2 separate regions of the Mus musculus genome follow, and region 1 is linked to region 2. The links are chromatin contacts, called in public HiChIP or PLAC-seq maps. All regions are on one chromosome and are shown on one strand. Each heading gives the region's core, a stretch centred on a gene start, on an enhancer-like site or on the middle of the called end of the contact. The rest is flanking DNA. Distances are from core to core; before and after follow the strand shown. Region 1 has its middle 39 kb from the start of Gm41912. Region 2 overlaps Gm29538 (predicted gene 29538).

Region 1 (3,681 bases), core at 137-2,636, 150 kb after region 2:
CACATGCCCACGACATGCCGGACAGAAGGAAATCATGGGGACAGCCCAAACTGGTCAAGGCCACCCACCTATTCCCAGTTATACAGACTAGCAACTCAGTCACTCAGGAAATTCTGAACTGGAACTGGCTAACTCAGAAAAGAGGTGTGTGTGTGTGTGTGTGTGTGTGTGTGTGTGTGTGTGTGTGGTGTGTGAAATAACAACAAAAGAAGGCCCTGAATGCCCACCTCCGTGATGAACAGTGGAGTAGAGTATTGACACTCTCATGAGGTTCCCCGGAATACAGAACTATCCAATAAAGTTGTTTTTCATTTGGCCAGATATAATATCTCATAGCTGTAAGTCCAGCCTTGAAGGGATTGAGGCAGGACTGCTGTGAGTTCAAGACCAGCTTGGGACACATTGTAGGGCCCAACTTTGAGACAGAACATTCCTTTACTGTGGTTTATAAATACACGTGTTCTTATTTTAGCTTTCCGCTATTGTCAAGACTCCAGGAACAACCAACTTATAAGGAGAAAGGGTCAGTTAGGCTCAACATTTCTGGAGACTTCAATGGTTGACCAGTATATGTTTGGGGGCCTGTAGTATGTCAAAACCACATTGTTGAGAGTATGTGGCTAACTCCATGTGTCCTGAAAGCAAAAGAGAAAGAAAGGAAGGGACCAGGGACCTGCTGTCTCTTTTGAGGTCATAACCCCAATGGTCTAAAAAGAAAAAACCTCTCATTCTGCCATCTCCTAAACACAGACTGGGACCAAGCCTTCATTTAACACATGGGGCTTGGAGAACATTTATCCAAACCATACCAATTCCTCAACCAACATGTGAGCTTAAGAAAACTATGCAATAGGCACAGACCAAGTTATTGTTGTTGTTTTTCCTTTTAAAAAAAAAAGTCCTGTCACATGTCATTCCCAGCAGAATAAGCAGAGCCCTCTTGGGGGTGGGATGGGGGTGTTGGTGCAGGTGTTGGTTGTCCCCAACATTGTCCCTCATCTCAAAGCCATGCAGGGCCATGCTATTTCTACCTGCTCTTTCTACCCAGTGGCTGCAAAATGAGTTCCCTTCACTCTCCCCGGACCCAACTAACATAGTTGGATGGTTCACAGGCCTCAGAGATTCCCTTGCTTCTGAATTCAGAGACTCCTGGGGTGCACAGAGCCAGTTCGAAGGCTCTCAGAACCCCCTGTCCTCGAGCCCTTTCCTGGAGACTTCAATGCACAGCCATTGTCTCTACTGAGCTGGGTGCGGATCCCAGCAAAGCCAGTTGGTTCAGATTCTTCTCAGTCTCTGGGTGGCATTCTTCCACCGGGGTGTGGGGCAGGACCCTCTGGAATGAGGAGGTTCTGTTGACATAATTTATGCTGAGAGAAATTCCTTAAGCTCAGCTCCAAGATGTGTGGGGGTGGGGAGTACGTAAGGAGGTAGTGATAGCAGCCAGATGGGAGGTGTAGAGAGGTCGGGAATGGAGAGTTTCTATGACCTACTGTAGTAATGAATATTTAAAAAAATCCCGGAGTGGGGGTTTCTTCCTGCCTTAGACCACTTATGTTTTCGGATGAAAGACATACGCATAGCCTTTACCTTTTAAAATATGTCTTAAGCAGCACAATAGCTGGGCACCTACCTGCCCTCCATGTTGTTAGAATCTACTTTCTATCCGTAACCCCATTATCTCTTGCTATGTTTCATCTGGGCTGCTCTTCGCTCTAATTGGGCAGCCCTGTGGGCCATGTTCTCTTGTCCCTCGGCCCATGGCTGCTCTCCTTTCTCCTCTCCCCTACATTCTTCTTCTATCCCATAGTGGCGTCTTTTTCTTCTCACGGTTCTCCCTCGGACCCAAGCCTGAAAATTCAACCCTGCCTATCTCTCTTCTGCCCAGCTACTGGCTGCCAGTGTCTTTATCCACCAATCAAAATTAACTTGAGGCAGTATCACAGAGGCTAAGTGCAAACTCCAGCGTTTGCCCCACCCCCACCCCTGAGCTTAGCATTACAATACACAGTAAAAGACAAAACCTTAACAACCTACCTAGGGAAAGAGATGTTCTAGTCGTACTACCTGCCCCGAAAAGTCCAAATGCTTATTTTACATCACAGTCTGTTTCCTGTTAGAATAGCATAGACTGCGGAATTTATAAAGAAGACCCGTTTATTTTTTCCCATTTTTTATTAGTATTTTCTTCATTTACATTTCAAATGCTATCCCAAAAGTCCCCCCATACCCTGCCCACCCACTCCCACTTCTTGGCCCTGGCATTCCACTGTACTGGGGCATATAAATTTTGCAAGACCAAGGGGCCTCTCTTCCCAGTGATGGCTGTCTAGGCCATCTTCTGCTACGTATGCAGCTAGAGACAAGAGCTCTGGGAGTAATGGTTAGTTCATAATGTTGTTCCACCTATAGGGTTGCAGACCCCTTTAGCTCCTTGGGTACTTTCTCTAGCTCCTCCATTGAAATACCCAAGATACAATTTGCAAAACACATGAAACGTAAGAAGAACGAAGACCAAAGTGTGGACACTTTGCCCCTTCTTAGAATTGAGAACAACACACCCATGGAAGGAGTTACAGAGACAAAGTTTGGAGCTGAGACCAAAGGATGGACCGGCTAGAGACTGCCGCACCTTGGGGACCCATCCCATAATCAGCCTCCAAACGCAGACAGCATTGCATACGCCAGCAAGATTTTGCTGAAAGGACCCTGATATAGCTGTCTCTTGTGAGGCTATGCTGGGGCCTGGCAAACACAGAAGTGGATGCTCACAGGCAGCTATTGGATGGACCCATTTATTTTTTACTGTTCTGAAGGCTAGGTCATGTTGCAATTCAGCACCCAGTGAGCCCTCAACTCCCAACACCCACCCCCTTCCCCTGCTGACTACAGGGGAGGAAGGGCAGCCAGCAAATGCAAAGAACAGCTCAGAAGCCCTTGCTCTGAGCTATTGTTCTTCTGACAGGGTATCCGTTTACCTACTTCTTTAGGCTGTTACAACAGCAGCTAAATTCCAACAGAGCAGTTGGAAATCTTCATCTATAGCAAAAACAACAAACAAACAACAACAAAAACCATCAACCAAAGGCTGAGCATTGCCAGGACAATGCCACCAACCACCTGAGGGACACAAAAATTCTGATTTTGAAAGTCTACCTTGTGATCTGACTACTAGTAGGGCTCTCTAGGAGATTAGCAATGAGTGTCCTGATGAAAAATTAAAAATGAAAAGTCAGGATTCCTGATTAAGATTTTAGGAGGAGGAGGAGCCGAAGGGTGTGGCTTAGTTGATTGAGAGCTTGCCTACCACACAGGAGGTCCTGGGTTCTGTTCCCAGCACCATCGAAACCTGGGTGTGGTGGTACTCACATGCAAGCCCATCACTCTAGATGTGGAAGCAGGAGGATCAGAAAGCCAAGATCCCCCGATGGAGTTTGAGAGCAGCCTGGGATGCATGGAACACTGTCTGAAAACAAATTAACCCCAGGAAGGTAACAACAAAACATCCTACCAAACACAGGCTCTTCTGTACATAGGGAACATGAGACTGTGCTAGACACATGTCTGTGGAGCCAGCTACAAGACAACCATAAGAAGGGCACACACACACACACACACACACACACACACATATCTTGAGAATAAAACCCAAGTATAAACCCAAATTGTGTTTGTATCCTGTAG
Region 2 (3,916 bases), core at 828-3,327:
GAGGATGCTCTGAAGACCAGCCCTGCTGTAGGCCGGCACTCAACACCAGTGGCAATGATGACGTCTCATTACTGAAGAACTAACTTGGCTCCTTTCCTGTTCCAACAGTCCTTTGGTTTTCCCTAACTGAGCTGGCTAGAGGGTCAGGATGTTAATTTTTAGCGAGTGCTGTGCCTTCCTCTGCAGGTAGGACTACCAGCCTTCAACTCCTTCTGCTCTTGGGTGGGGAGACCCCAGACCACAGCAGCCTCTGTGCTTCCCTGTGCTCCAGGGAGTGACAGTCAGCAGCCAGAGGTCTGTGGCTCCCAGTGGTCAGAGGTCTGTGGCTCCCAGCGGCTTGCTGGGAGAGTACTGGGCTCAAACCTATCACCTAACTCCTTCAGGAGAACTGTCTGCCTTTTGCCAGCTTCTTAGTTTGTTTTTCCCAGAGTGGGAGAGAGGAAGAAAGAAGGGGGAGGAGGGGGGAGGACAGAGGGAGGGGAGAGGGAGGGAGGGGAGGGGGAGGGGAGGGGGAGGGGAGAGGGAGGGAGCAAACTCAACTAACTGGCAGGTGGGAATTGTAAAGAATCGAAATTATTTAATTTTGGTTTTGCACCTTTAGATGACACAGTGTGTTTGTCTGAGCTCCCTCACACAGTTTAGGAATTTTATCTTCAAGCTGACCTCAGACTCATGCTATGTACATCTGATTATCTTTATAGATTTTATTTAAAATGTGTGTGTGTGTGTGTGTGTGTGTGTGTGTGTGTTACTGGGGGTTGAACCCAGGGCTCTGTGCATGCCAGGCCAGACCTCCACCACAGACCACTGTCTCCAGTGTCGTTTTTATGGATTTTTTTTTTTAAGTGAGAAATGAGATGAAGGCATTTAAAATGCAGCCAGCCCACCTTTGTTTGAACTGGGAGCTTGCAATGTGTTTCCTTTGAACAACAGGCCATTTTCAAGTTTGTGAAAGTGGTGATGCTCCTCTGCTGGGTCTGGGGAGGCAGTGGTCCTGTCAGGGCTTGCCCATTCTTAAAGAAGACACAGAGTACAGCTGTATCTCTGCTATGTACCGGCTTCACCCAGAGTGACCTTCCCTGTCTGCACATAGGACCTGGGGACGGTATTCCTGTCTGATCCAGCCTAGTGCCAGGAGCAGCTGGGGGCCACTCCTCCAGTCCAGAGCTGGTGCAGTGATCCAGCTAGCCAGTCACACATTTTCCTGCTGCCCTGCCTTCCTTATCCATGGAAGTCAGAATGCAGGCTTCGGCCAAGCTTTCCCCTTATCCCATTCTCCTAGGGTAGCTTCTCCATGTGAGTCTGCCTCAAGACACTCCCTCTTGCCTCTAGATATCTGTGAGCTCTGAAACACTGGTTTTCCCCAAGCCTCCACTGTCTTCCCCTTGGCCTCAACTAACAATCTCACAATAGAACATGCAACACCAATCCAAAAAAAAAAAGCCATGGGCCGTTTCCTACCACTAAAATCCAGGGCCAGAATAATTATGCTATAAAACAGTAGCACAATCATTGGAGATGGGAGATAGATGATTTTATTAACAAATTAGAGAGCCAAAGTGTGGTTGCAGCTTGTTCTGAGCTGAATGCTGGTGTCCACGCCGGCTGGAAATGGTGTGTGTGGGGAGCCTTGTAAGGAATCCCAGAATGAACTCGGCTGCAGTTAATTACAGGTTATTCTCAGCAGACTCATTGTGCCATGCTAGACAATAGTTTTCTAATTCCTTTTCCTACAGGTATAATAATAGCCCTTGGGTTTCTGGAATATATTTAAGTATACATACATGTTCATTAGCCCGCGATTCACAGATCTAACCCAGTGTTCGGTGTCACCCCGTGCTAATTTTCCCTTGAGAATAACAAACTTAATAGGCTTGGTAGACTAAAAGCTACATAGCCGTCGCCTTACGCTTTCGAAGGATGGGTAGACAGGGTTTCACAGAACTGTAATCTAGGGGTGGATAGAGGAAGACCCTGCCCCCTAGTTGTCTCTCCTTCATCCTGCTCTGTACTGACCTAGTGCCTGTAATGGCTGAGGTTTCTATTTTACTGCTTCCTGCCAGCAGAGGGCGCTCCCTAAGAGCATGCCATACCTCCTTAACCACAATGGAACCCTCTCCAGAGGCCTTAAGAAGCTGGCTGTTATGCTGAAAGGAGTCTGATATGGCTGTCTCCTGAGAGGCCCTGCCAGAGCCGTACAAATACAGAGCCAGATGCTCGCAGCCAACCACTGGACTGAGCGCGGGGTCCCCAATAGAGGAGTTAGAGAAAGGACCGAAAAAAAAAAAAAAAAAAAAGAGAAAGGACCGAAGGAGTTGGAAGAGGTTTGCAACCCCACCGGAAGAACAACAATATCAACCAACCAGTCCCCTAAGAGCTCCCAGGGACTAAGCCATCAACAAAGGCATACACATGGCTCCAGCTGCATACGTTGCAGAGGATGGCCTTGTCATCAATAGGAGGAGAGGTCCTTGGTCCTATGAAGGCTCAATAGATGACCCAGTGTAGGGGAACCGAGGGTGGGGAGGTGGGAGTGGGTGGGTGGAGTAACACCCTCATAGAAGCAGGGGGAGGGAGGATGGGATAGGGGGTTTCCACGGGGTGGGGGGTGGGGGTGGAATGGGGAAAGGGAATAACATTTAAAATGTAAATAAAGAAAATATCCAATGAAAAAAAATGAAAAAAGAAGAAGGAGGAGGAGGAGGAAGAAGAAGAGAAGAAGAAGAAGGAAAAGGAGGAGCAGGAGCAGGAGCAGGAGCAGGAGCAGCAGCAGCAGCAGCAGCTGGCTGTTGCTTCCAGGCCAGCAGGAGAATCACTTCTTCCCAGTTCACTATGACAGTCTTACGTAATATCAGCTAATCAAGAAAGCCGCTTTCCATATTCATTACCCAGTTACATTCCTTTGGTTGGAATCCCATCTCAAGTCTAGGTCCCCGAAAGTTACTCCATTATGTGGGCCTGAATTTCTGACTCAAACTCCGCTTCCATAAAGTCCTGCCTGAGACACCTGCTTCCTTTCTCATTGGACTTATCTATTTTGTGTGTATGTGTATTTGCCTGCATGTATGCCTGTGTACCCCATGTGTGTAGTAATCACAGACTGGATTCTTTTGGAACTGGGATTTCAGATTGTCATGTGTTGTCATATGGGTGCTGGGAACTGAACCCAGGTCCTGTGGAAAAGCAGCTAGTGCACTTAGCCACTGAGCCAGCCCCCAACCTGCTTCCTTTCTAAAGAGCCTTAGTCATACAGTGGTTACTTGCTGAGGCTTAGTACCAGGGAAGCCCAAGTTTCTTTCCCTGCCCCTTCCACTAACTCCTGGTGTGTACTTGTTACTTAAGCTCTCTGGCTTCAGTTTCTCTACTAATGAAGCACATACAGAATAAGAACTGGTAGATTAAGAAGAAAGAGGGTATCTAAATGTGGGTATCATATATGCCTGAGAAAGGGAACTTGTGTTTATTTTATCCAAAGGAAAGGGTAGGGTCTAGATACACAAGCTGTGTTTATGAACAGTTTGAAATCACACCTGTGCCTTCACCTACATCTGAAGCAATTATACAAGCTCTTCAAGCAATGGCTTTGATTTGTCTTTGGTAGCTGTGGGCACCAACCAGAGTGATGTCTCTCTGTGGCCATGTTCCAAGGCCATGGACCCACGTGGCAATGCTGTCTGGAATTACTGGGCAGCTAAAGCCAAGGGTCAGGTCCCACTGTATTTGGAAGTAGGGGATCGGAGCCCTGTCTCTTCGTTCTTCAGCAACTTGTTAGATCAGATGTTCTCAGCTTCTACTTCCAAGGCCCCTCGGAGCCCTGAGCAGCTGCATAGCTTAGGTCAGGTGACCTGCTTTAGAATTTGCCTGAGTATGGAGAGGACAGCAAGTCGGCTCACAGGGAGCAGTGATATAAATCTTT

Evidence for each region. HiChIP or PLAC-seq counts read pairs in DNA pulled down with a chosen protein or histone mark.
Region 1: an H3K27ac HiChIP or PLAC-seq map of epiblast stem cells shows a contact between it and region 2. The contact joins two enhancer-like sites. A contact is called at or near these places in 1 of 15 datasets of contacts at CTCF or cohesin (the NIH/3T3 cell line), 6 of 484 Hi-C or Micro-C datasets (embryonic stem cells and nephron progenitors), 11 of 115 datasets of contacts at active chromatin or transcription factors (embryonic stem cells, epiblast stem cells and pancreatic cancer cells) and 1 of 9 other capture datasets (embryonic stem cells).

What each region holds. Positions count from the first base shown.
Region 1 is chr1:88,607,070-88,610,750 of GRCm38.p6, forward strand. No RefSeq gene overlaps it. Among named protein-coding and RNA genes, the nearest start is that of Gm41912, 39 kb to the left of the region's middle. Within about 2 kb of position 1,387, at least 17 of the 459 cell types and tissues checked have an H3K27ac peak or open chromatin away from gene starts, as enhancers often do. A contact at or near this core is called in epiblast stem cells, where this site is marked.
Region 2 is chr1:88,454,819-88,458,734 of GRCm38.p6, forward strand. The region is part of intron 1 of Gm29538 (predicted gene 29538); the gene reads right to left. Among named protein-coding and RNA genes, the nearest start is that of Gm28888, 3.4 kb to the right of the region's middle. Within about 2 kb of position 2,078, at least 25 of the 459 cell types and tissues checked have an H3K27ac peak or open chromatin away from gene starts, as enhancers often do. A contact at or near this core is called in epiblast stem cells, where this site is marked.